Linked DNA regions of Oryctolagus cuniculus: region 2 is linked to region 1. The links are chromatin contacts, called in public Hi-C maps. All regions are on one chromosome and are shown on one strand. The core of a region is the stretch at or near the end of the contact, and the rest is flanking DNA. Distances in the headings are between cores, read along the strand shown.

Region 1 (5,196 bases), core at 1,379-3,878:
TTAAGCACAGACTAGTTTAAGGCCTAATTTCCAAGTTTTCCTGGTGTGTTTTCTCCTTTTCCTCCTTTTTCCTAAGCACCCACTGCTTCACTTACCAGATATGCAGTACTCTTGACTACAGAAAAACTAAACAATTATTTCCTCAAAATGAAGCATGCCCTCCAATCTTCCCTTACAAAACAAAGCCAGCACCTAGCGACCCCTTTCGGTGAAAACAGACAGCGTCAAGTCGTATAGGACGTGAAAGCTGGATTTCCTGAGTCTCATGATTGTTCTGGGGTGGTAAGTGGACATAACAGGGTCTGCTTGAGCATTTTCTCCCAGAAAAAGCTCCGTTGTCTACTACTATGGAAGCAACCATCCCCAAATATAGCTTTGCAAAACTGTTTTATGCCTTTGTCAAACCAATAGCTAAGAATGCTATACTGCTATACTTTGAATGATCTGTGATTATTTTAAAATGTACTGTATATTGGTGAAATGGTTATTTTTCCATTAATTATTATTATTATATTGTTAATATAGCCACTGTCTATAGTGCCAGTAAACTAGAGTTTTTTTGCTTTTTACTTGTGAAATCTTATTCAGTGGAAAAAAAAAAACAACATCCCATGCTTATAAACAATGTATTATTTGTCATCCCTCCATGGGCTGATGGGTGGTTCTTCAACTGGTTTTACTGAGCTCACTCATGTGGCAGAATTCAGCTGGAGGTTCGTTCAGCTGAGCTAGAGACCAAAGCTGAGATCAAGGGAGAGGAAACAGGCTTCACCTCTTAAGGAGAGAAACAGTGCAGATCTCAGGAGCAGAAGAAACAATAAAAAGAGATGACACAAAAAAGCTGAAGCCTAAGAGTCTCAAACCACAAACGTGTGCAAGAACAAGTCCCAGCAACAAGACAAGTATACAAAGGGAGAAATGACCACCCTGGTGTTGGGTGTCTGTGTCTCACAGCACTGGTGACCTCAAGTACAGCATCCTCACGATGAGGAGAGGACCATCTCCAAAGTGGAGCTTCGCCCAGAAGCCACTGGGAGAAGTTATTCACTGCCCCTAGAATACGTGTTGTTACAACTAGCAGTCGTGCGTGTTTAACAAGACAGCCACTAATGCCACACCCTCTACACTTCTACCCATCCCCAACACTGTCCCCAGCGCAGTGGCTGAGGCCAGGAGCACAGGGACCGACAGGACAGTGCTGTAGGGCTCCAGGCTGGGAAAAATGCAAGCTGCTTCTTGGTTGTTGCCACTTGGGCTTAACTTGTTAAGCATCGCCTCTAACAACCAATCAACAGGGGGAGCTCTGAGATAAAGTGACCTCTGGACCGGGCAGTAAGGCCAGTTACAGGCCAAAAAGACAGGAATGCATGGCCCTGCCCATTCCTCCACCCCCCCACCCCGGCAAGATGTATTCCCAAAGACAGCAAAATGTTAAAGGAAAGAAAAACAAGCAAAACCTTCAAGCAAAGAATAAAGCCCTGGCCATCAAGCTCACCCTGGAGGTTGCCTGACTGTAGGTTTGCTTGCACACTGAATTTCATTCCAAACTGAGCACTGGCCACACACCACTGTGGGCCAACCCAAAGCTTCGCTAGGGCAGGAAACCTGCCCACGTCCCCACGCCTGACAGAAAGCACTCCCCTTCAGCTTTCCCTCATGGGAAGTTCCTAGCCAGACAGCTGCAAGAAGAGGAAGAAGGCTACAGCCATCAGATCTGTGGAATTTAATTCAATAGTGCAAAGTGTCTCCTGCATTGTAAGTGCCATGTGGATTCGGCAGTGAATGCCCCAGACACTGTCCCTGCCCTGAAGGGGTACATGATCTCCTGGTAATTAAGGAAAAGCACCATCATTCATCCATACATTTAGCAACTGGCTGCATAAATAGCCTGAAGAATAGATTTTAAAGGGGATTAAGTTGCTCAGACGAAAATGCTGAGTATTGGACCCACTAGAGGAACAGAAGAAATACAGGAGGCAGCCTAAGTCTGGCACCTAAGCACTCACGCACCTGCTGAACAGTGAGGAGCAGAAACGTACACAAACACAGAAACTGCATACAGCCGGCTCATCCATACTCCTCTCATTCAGCGTGCATACCAATGCTACGCATCTCAGGCCTACCTCAGGTGGAGGGAGATGTGCTCAGACAGTTCGAGGTCCTTGCCCAGGGATCTAAAATACTAAGTATGAAGGTGACGATCCAAACTGGAAGCCTGGGCTGGCTCCAAGTCTCCTACCTAGTCCTTTTATGGCCTAACCTCACCGGTTCAGGACCAATGCCATCTGCTCATCTCCAGGAGTTGCAGCATCACACTTCAGAAGCCCAAAGCTGCCACCCTTGCAACTAAAGCCAACGTTATCTGTGCTGGCACACAATGCCAGAGCATCACAAGGCAGCTCGCCTATAGCAAAGGAGATACCTGATAATTTCCTTTCCCACACTAAAGGTAACTGAATGTTGGGTGACTGACGGGTAATTTAAGAAGGGGCAAGAGCCACTGTGTGCTCTGGCTACCACTACCTTCCAGCGGGAGAATGCATGTTTCCTGATAGCATACTCGCTTCCTGCACATCTTCTCCCTCCTCGTGTGGATACTGAATCCAGGCAGGTCTGTCAAAGAAGCCACAGGGGCAGGTCTGCTCAAGCGAGCCAGGGGGACGTGGATTCACATCTACAGAGAAACTGCAGGGTAGGAAGAGGCACACTCCCTGGGTGCAGAGAAGAGCTACCAGGAACAGGCCTAACTCTTATCCTTTCAGAGGCCTGCTGACAAGGTTGGCCCCTGGCTGGCGGCTGGGAACGCAGACGTAAGGAGCATTCCTGCACCCTGACACAAGCAGCTTCACTGTGCCCGATGGGGAACACCCGCTTTCCTTTGAGAGCGTGGAATTTCAGGACTCGCCAAACGGAGACGGCTCACATGATCAGCCCTCATAAAAAACCCTGGGCTCTGAGCCTTTAACGAGCTTCCCTGGTAGGCAACACATGGCTCGCAAGTCAATGCTGGAGGAACGAGGCACATCCTGTGACTCTCCTGGACTGGGCTCTCAGGAGTCTTGTGCTTGGTTGTCTCTGGACTTCATCCCATGCATGGTCTCTTTCCTGATTCGGTTCCAGTCCTCTGCAGCAATAAAGCCTAGCCACGAATATGACTACATACTGAGCCTTGTGAGTCCTCCTAGACTATCTTCGAACCTCAGAGTGGTCCCAGAGATCCCGACACACCCTACAACTCTAAAGGATACCTTCTAGTTTTTCTTTCTTTCTTTTTTTTTTTTAAAAAGATTTATTTACTTGAAAGTCAGAGTTACACAGAGAAAGGAGGAGAGGTGGGGTGGGGTGGGGGGAGAAAGAGAGAGAGAGAAAGAGAGGTCTTCCATCTGTGGGTTCACTCCCCAACTGGCTGCAATGGCTGGAGCTATGCCAATCTGAAGCCAGGAGCTTCTTCTGGGTCTCCCATGTGGGTGCAGGGGCCCAAGGACTTGGGCCATCCTCCTCTGCTTTCCCAGGCCACAGCAGAGAGCTGGATCAGAAGAGGAGCAGCCAGGACTCGAACCGGCACCCACATGGGATGCCGGCACTGCAGGTGGTGGCTTTACCCACTGTACCACAGCGCCGGCCCCATAGTCTATCTTTCAAAAGCCAAGGGGAGCCACCAGAAAGCGCATACTTCACACCTGTCACGTCCTCGTGATTTCAGCTAAGTGAACTTGACAAGGAGGGTCACTGAGGCCACTTAGCCAGAAAAGGCTCCCCCTCCCTGTGGGCTCTTAACCAACTGTCTACTTACCACTTCCAACTGCAGATCGTAACAATACTGGAGATACAATCAGTGGCAAATACAGGTTCTGATTCCGTCCCATCTTGCCAAAGCACGCAGGCACCCAGTTGCTCAAGGCAAACATCTGGGAGTGAGCTTTGGTTCTTCTGTCCCTCTCTGTCCCTATGTTCACTCAGTCCATCACCAAGTCCCTTCACAGATGGCGTCAATACCAGAACACTGCCCTGTACTTGGTAGCTCCGTTCCATCGTCCTGCCACTGTTAGATAATGAATACAGCTGTTGCAGATGGCAAGTGATCAACCCCACCCCGTGCTAACTCAACTTTCTTCTTCTTCCTTCACGTAACAGGAACCTGCCTCATTCTAGCAGACACATGACTACCCGGCCAGATAACGCATCTCAGCGGGGGGAGCCTGCTGACAACCAGGAGCCTACTGGAGGTGGTATGCAACCCTCAAGTCACATCTCCAGAAAGGAAACTCTCATTCCCCCTTCCCATAAGGCTGGCATCAGATCTCAGCCAGCTCCTACCACAAAAGCAGATCAATAACCCTAGACAGGGTGGTACAATGAAGAGACGAAGACCCCAGACCGGCAAATAATTTTGAGGAGAAAAGGCACTGGCCAGTCCCAGACTATTAGTGAGAGCAAAATAAATGTGAATCAATCATATTTTCAAGTTTCCTGTTCAGCATTTAACCCCTGAAATGATTTCTGAAATGAAAACTCAACTGTATGAGAAGACAGGCAGATCTCAAAGTGTGGTAGACAAAAGCTTCCCCCAAGATATAAACTTGAAAGCAAAACACTGAGAGTCTGCATCTTATGACTCGATGAGTAAAGTTTTATGTAACAAGAATCCATGAATAAAATGCACTCATGGGGCTTATGTTGTGACACAGTGTGTTAAGCACTGCCTGCAGTACCAGCATCCCATATGAACACCAGCTCAAATTCTGGCTGCCCCACTTCTGATCCAGCTCCCTGCTCATGCACCTGGGAAAGCAGCAGAAAATGGTCCAATTGCATGGGCCCCTGTACTCACATGGGAGACCCGGATGAAGTTCCAGGCTCCTGGCTTCAACCTGGCCCACCCCTGGAGGCTGCCGCCATTCGGGGAGTGGAATGAAGTGAACAAGCAGATGGAAGATCTCTCCCCACCCCCGACCCTGCCTTTCAAATAAATAAACAAAACTTTAAAAAAACTGCTGTCATGTACTATTGTGAGTATAAACATCAAAAAGTTGTATTTTTTTTTTAATTAATACACCTGCTAACAGCACCTGGGGAGCTAACAGACCCGTTTGTCACAGCACTTCTACACGGCTGAGAACACGGCTTTGTACACTGTAAACACTCAGGTACTGTGAGAACAAACATTTGCTTAGTGCTTCTATGTGTACACATATA
Region 2 (5,072 bases), core at 1,675-4,174, 160 kb after region 1:
ATTTTTCTTTCCTGCTGATATTTCGTCCACGAATTTCTCAATACTGGCAGTAAAACACATGATTCTGTGGAAAGACAGAAGGCAGTGAGTTTAGTTTAGCTTCCTTTTTTTTTTTTTTTTTTTTTTTTTTTGGTAAATGCTGCTTTATTTTCATCTACTTGAAAGGCAGAGAGAAATCATCCACCTGCTAGTTCACTCCACAAATGCCTGCAATAGCCAGGGCTGGACCAGTCCAAAATCAGGAGCCCAGGTCTCCCACAGAGATGGCAGGGGCACAAGCACTTGAGTTGTCACCTGCTACCCCCCTGAACGCATTAGCAGGAAGCTGGATTGGAAGCTGAGGAGCCTTGACTCAGCCCAGCCTTCCCATATGAGATATGGGTGTGTCTGGACCTACAGCTTAACCTGAGGTACTGTAACACCCACTTTTTTGTTTTTTAAGATTTATTTATTTTATTTGAAAGGCAGAGTTAGAGAGGTCTTCCATCTGCTGGTTCACTTCCCCAGATGGCTGCAACAGCTGGAGCTGCACCAATCCAAAGCCAGGAACCAGAAGCTTCCTCCAGGTCTCCCATGTGGGTGCAGGGGCCCAAGGACTTGGGCCATCTTCTACTGCTTTCCCAGACCAAGGTAGAGAGCTGGATCAGAAGTAGAGCAGCCAGATCTTCAACCGGCGCCCATAAGGGATGCCAATGCTTCAGGCCAAGGCTTTAACCCGCTGCGCCACAGCGCCAGCCCAACCTACCTGTTTTTGTTTTAAAGAGAACTTGGCTAAGCCTTTCTTGACAGCAGAAAAGTCCAAGGGAATGGGGGCCTTCCACTTTGGAGTAGGGTAGTTTAACACGATGCTTTTACAGAAGCTACTTGTTAGATGCCTCAGAAGACAAGGCCCTACAGCGTACCAGAAATCAATTAGAAGACCTTACTGGGGCCGGCACTGTGGCGTAGCGGGTAAAGCCGCTGCCTGGGGTGCCAGCATCCCACATGGGCACCAGTTTGAGATTCAGCTGCTCAACTTCTGGATCTAGCTCTCTGCTGTGGCCTGGGAAAGCAGTAGAAGATGGCCCAAGTGCTTGGGCCCCTGCACAACACGGGAGACCTGGAAGTAGCTCCTGGCTCCTGATCGGTGCAGCTCTGGCTGTTGTGGCCAATTGGGGAGTGAACCAGTGGATGGAAGCTGTGTGTGTGTGTGTGTGTGTGTGTGTGTGTGTAACTCTGACTTTAATAAATAAATCTTTAAAACAAAAGACCATATCTGGGTGACCCTGTGATTTAAACAGAGCCTTGCTTACTACATTTGTGGTTCTGGAGATGGAGTCAGAGGGACCTGTTGGTTGTGTCTGAAGCTAGGATCACTCAGCTCTTCAGAGAGCCAACTACAGCTGCTTGGGCCTCAATCGTACCATTTATAAATGAGGTGGCTGGTACAGGTGATCTGAGATGGTCCAGGTGCCTTGCATTTTGATATTGATGACCAACATGGGCCCAAAAGGCCAGGGATAGAGTCAGCGCAGGGCTGAGGAAGGACCATCTGCATATTTATAACACCATTTGCAGGCCATGCAAACTTACCAACTTCAAAATTAGCCTGCTATGGATGCACTGGACTTCGAGTCCTGCCTGCAGCTGCCTTGGCAGGGCCAGACCAGATGCTTTCCTGGGCCTTATTGGGTGGACCAGACATCCCCTCCCCCACCTTGTAGGGCATCTCAGTTGTTTCTGAACGTTTTATAAGTCCCTGACCCCTCCCCCATGCCGCTGTAAAAATCCAGCTAATCTCTGCAAAAAGAACAGCGCCATTACTTAATTTCTATGGAATGGCTTCTCCAGATGTAATTTAACATCAAAGCCTAGCTGGTGGGGCCATTGTTCCGCACAGCAGATGAGATGCCTGCATCCCTTCTCGGCGTGCCTGGGTTTCATCTCTTGCTCTGGTTCCTCCCTCCAGCTTCCTGTCACTGTGCGCCTGGGGAGGTGATGGTGATGAGTTGGGTTCCTGACAGCCACGTGGGAGACCTAGATTGTGTTAACCAGTTCCTGGCCTTGGCCTGGCCCGGCTGAGCCCCAGCAGCTGCAGGCATCTGGGGAACGCACCAGTGAATGGGCGCTCTGTCTGGTCTGTGTTTCCTCCATCATGAATAAAATAATTTAAAAGTGTTTTTATTAAAAACTTTAAGCACTGCAAAGAACAGCTTTCTTCTCCTGTCCACATCAGTCATGGTGGGATCATTTAATTTAGCTTTTTTTTTTTTTTTTTAATGGAGGTTTTACTGAGAATGTCTTATCTTACTGGACAGTTCCTATATAAAGCATCAGTGTTTGATGGCCAGGCTGAATATGTCAAAATAAATCAACATTCTTTAGCAAAGGTTTTCAAACTTTTGTTCAGCATTGTTCTTATGTGAATTCCTTCTCCACGGAACATAGATCCTCTCACATGGAGTCCTGCTTTCCCAGTCACCGTGAAGAGCCGATGGAACTGAACGCCTGTCTGAGAATAAGACACAGCCCCTCTAGAAATCCTGAGGCATGCTGTCCTGTAGGAATAATCCTGTCCACTCATGTACAAGCAACAACGCATTTCTGCAAACCTAGAAGAACCTGAGAATTAGGCTTCACTTGGGGACCTAGAGTGTTCTCGGTCGCCTGCGGTTGTTGGGCTTATCCTGGACACGTTGCTCTGTCTTCATAAGGATCCCCTGAGACACTCTGGCCTGTGCAAAATGTCAGTGCCGCACTTCCTGTCTGCCTTATAGAGCCCGAGACTTGCCTTTTTTTTTTTTGTATTAAAAGTGCTGTTGACCTTCAGATCCCAGGTCACTAACGCTTGCAGCCAAGAACATCAAAGTATCAATTCCTTCTGGGTGGTTTCAGCACCTCCCTCCCCCATGGCTCCCATCGTCCCGAGAAGGAAAGTGACTCATTGGGCAGATCATGTCCAGAGGACAGGCAAAGCGCAGTAAGATCAGGATTTTCACGCCTCTGTTTTTACCCCTTCATCCTAACCTCGTAGGCACCAGGCTTCTCTGATGTTCCCATTATAATGTTACCACAGTGCACACCCACCCTGTTTCTTAGGGGGATCCTCAGGAAGTTTCTCTAAACTTTTTCCCCTACTGTTTTACTGTGTGACATACACTTTATTCCATTTATTAGAAAGTTTGATCATTTTTAGTTAATTTACAGATGGGAATTCACAACCTAGTTTAATTTTTTTTGTTGTTCTCTACTGAAGACCAACCCAACTTCCTAGATGAATTTTGTAACAAGAAGCAAGGCCTTCTTCTTACCTCAGTGTAAGCAAACATTATCTAGAAATAGTAGATACATTTCAGTAACTTAAAAAAAATGCTATGAATTATGTCCCCGTGTTTTTGAGTGAGTGTGATTTTAAAAGTGGGAGTTAGTTCCCCTTATAAAACTTGGTAGTGCAGTGTTGATCTCAGCCTTACAGGATGCAGGGAGGTCCTACACGAACCAGACTTTGTATCAAATATTGCACTGCACAAAAAGCCGGAGACTTTGTATCAAATACTGCACTGCACAAAAAGCCCGAGCACCGTGATTTAAGTGGCTGAGTGCCCTGCATAAAAGAGCTGCACTGTGTATAAACTGTGACGAGGGCGCCCTCTGATGGGCAGGCATGAGGGCAGGAACATTTCAGGAAGAGAATTTTGAATCTAACCCCTTCCTGGGCTTAGATAATGAATCGGAGATGGACAGATTTGCATTTCGGAATTTTTGGGTTTTGTATACCTTCCAAAGCCAAGGTAGGAGAAACTAGCTTAGAAGACAAGCATTGCTTTCTGCCATTTTCCTGTTAATTTTTTAACTATTAAGAAAATTATTATAGAAATTTTAAAAGAGAAAAAGACTACTTCAATGGGTTTTCATGGTGGTTATTTTGCAGATTAATATTGTACTTGCTGTATCATGTCTTCCAATCAGGAGTACACTTAGCCACACAATTGACCTGTCCCTTCCAAGCCCATGGACATACCTGCGGTTTTTTAGCTCTTAATGTGTAGGTTAAGAAACATCTCCCATCTTTAGCTTGGCAACTGAAGCTCTGTGTGTTCTAGCGTGGAAAACATTATTACATTAGGATGATCTGGGAAGACTTAAAATGACCCAGGAGTCCGGGCTACATCCACAGGGGTTTATGCAGATTTCTTGGAACGGGACCCAGCGTAAACATTTTAAAAAAATCTATACTGTAGTGTCTGACCAAGGTTGAGAGCCAGGGGCATCTGCTGGTGCCCTGTGAAGTGTAATGTGCTTATGTATCACCTGGGATTCTGATTCAGCAGATGAGGGCTCAGTCCTGACACCCGTAGTTCTCTCAGACTCCCAGGGACTTCACTTTTGTGGGTCCACAGCCCTCCCTCTGAGGATCTAGACAGCTGTTGACTGCACTACTTTCCATTATTTTTCTTTGCTCACGAATCTGTATCCACCTACTAATTCCCTTCCTTAGTCACCCATATCTAACTCCACTCTACACTTTGTTTGTTTCAAATGCCATCTCCTTGGGTGGGCATTTAGCTTAATGAGTAAGATGCCAACTCGGATGCCTCTGCCCTATACTGGAATACCTGGGTGCCACACCCAGCTCTGGCTCCTGATTCAGCTTCCTGCTCATGCAGATGCTGACAGGCAGCAGTGATGGCTCCAGTGATGGAGTCCCTGTCTCCAGTATAAAGGCCCAGCCCCCATCTCCTACACTGCCCTGTTTCAATACAGCTCCTTAAGAGCCAGATGGGGCCAGCGCCACGGCTCACTAGGCTAATCCTCCGCCTGCGGCGCCGGCACACCAGGTTCTAGTCCTGGCCGGGGTGCCGGATTCTGTCCCGGTTGCCCCTCTTCCAGGCCAGCTCTCTGCTGTGGCCCGGGAAGGCAGTGGAGGATGGTCCAAGTGCTTGGGCCCTGCACCCCATGGGAGACCAGGAAAAAGCACCTGGCTCCTGGCTCCTGCCATCGGATCAGCGCGATGTGCCGGCCGCAGCGCACCGGCCGTGGCGGCCATTGGAGGGTGAACCAACGGCAAAGGAAGACCTTTCTCTCTGTCTCTC

Evidence for each region. A called contact is a pair of places that touch in the nucleus more often than the background predicts.
Region 2: a Hi-C map of an unstated tissue shows a contact between it and region 1, with 6 times the contacts expected there. The contact joins two enhancer-like sites. A contact is called at or near these places in 2 of 6 Hi-C or Micro-C datasets (psoas muscle and an unstated tissue).

Annotation. Positions count from the first base shown.
Region 1 is chr15:52,246,178-52,251,373 of mOryCun1.1, forward strand. The region is part of intron 1 of CCDC6 (coiled-coil domain containing 6); the gene reads right to left. Among named protein-coding and RNA genes, the nearest start is that of CCDC6, 39 kb to the right of the region's middle. Within about 2 kb of position 2,629, at least 1 of the 8 cell types and tissues checked has an H3K27ac peak or open chromatin away from gene starts, as enhancers often do.
Region 2 is chr15:52,405,522-52,410,593 of mOryCun1.1, forward strand. ANK3 (ankyrin 3) reads right to left here. Exons shown (of 43, transcript XM_070057690.1): 43 at 1-64. Among named protein-coding and RNA genes, the nearest start is that of CCDC6, 120 kb to the left of the region's middle. Within about 2 kb of position 2,925, at least 1 of the 8 cell types and tissues checked has an H3K27ac peak or open chromatin away from gene starts, as enhancers often do.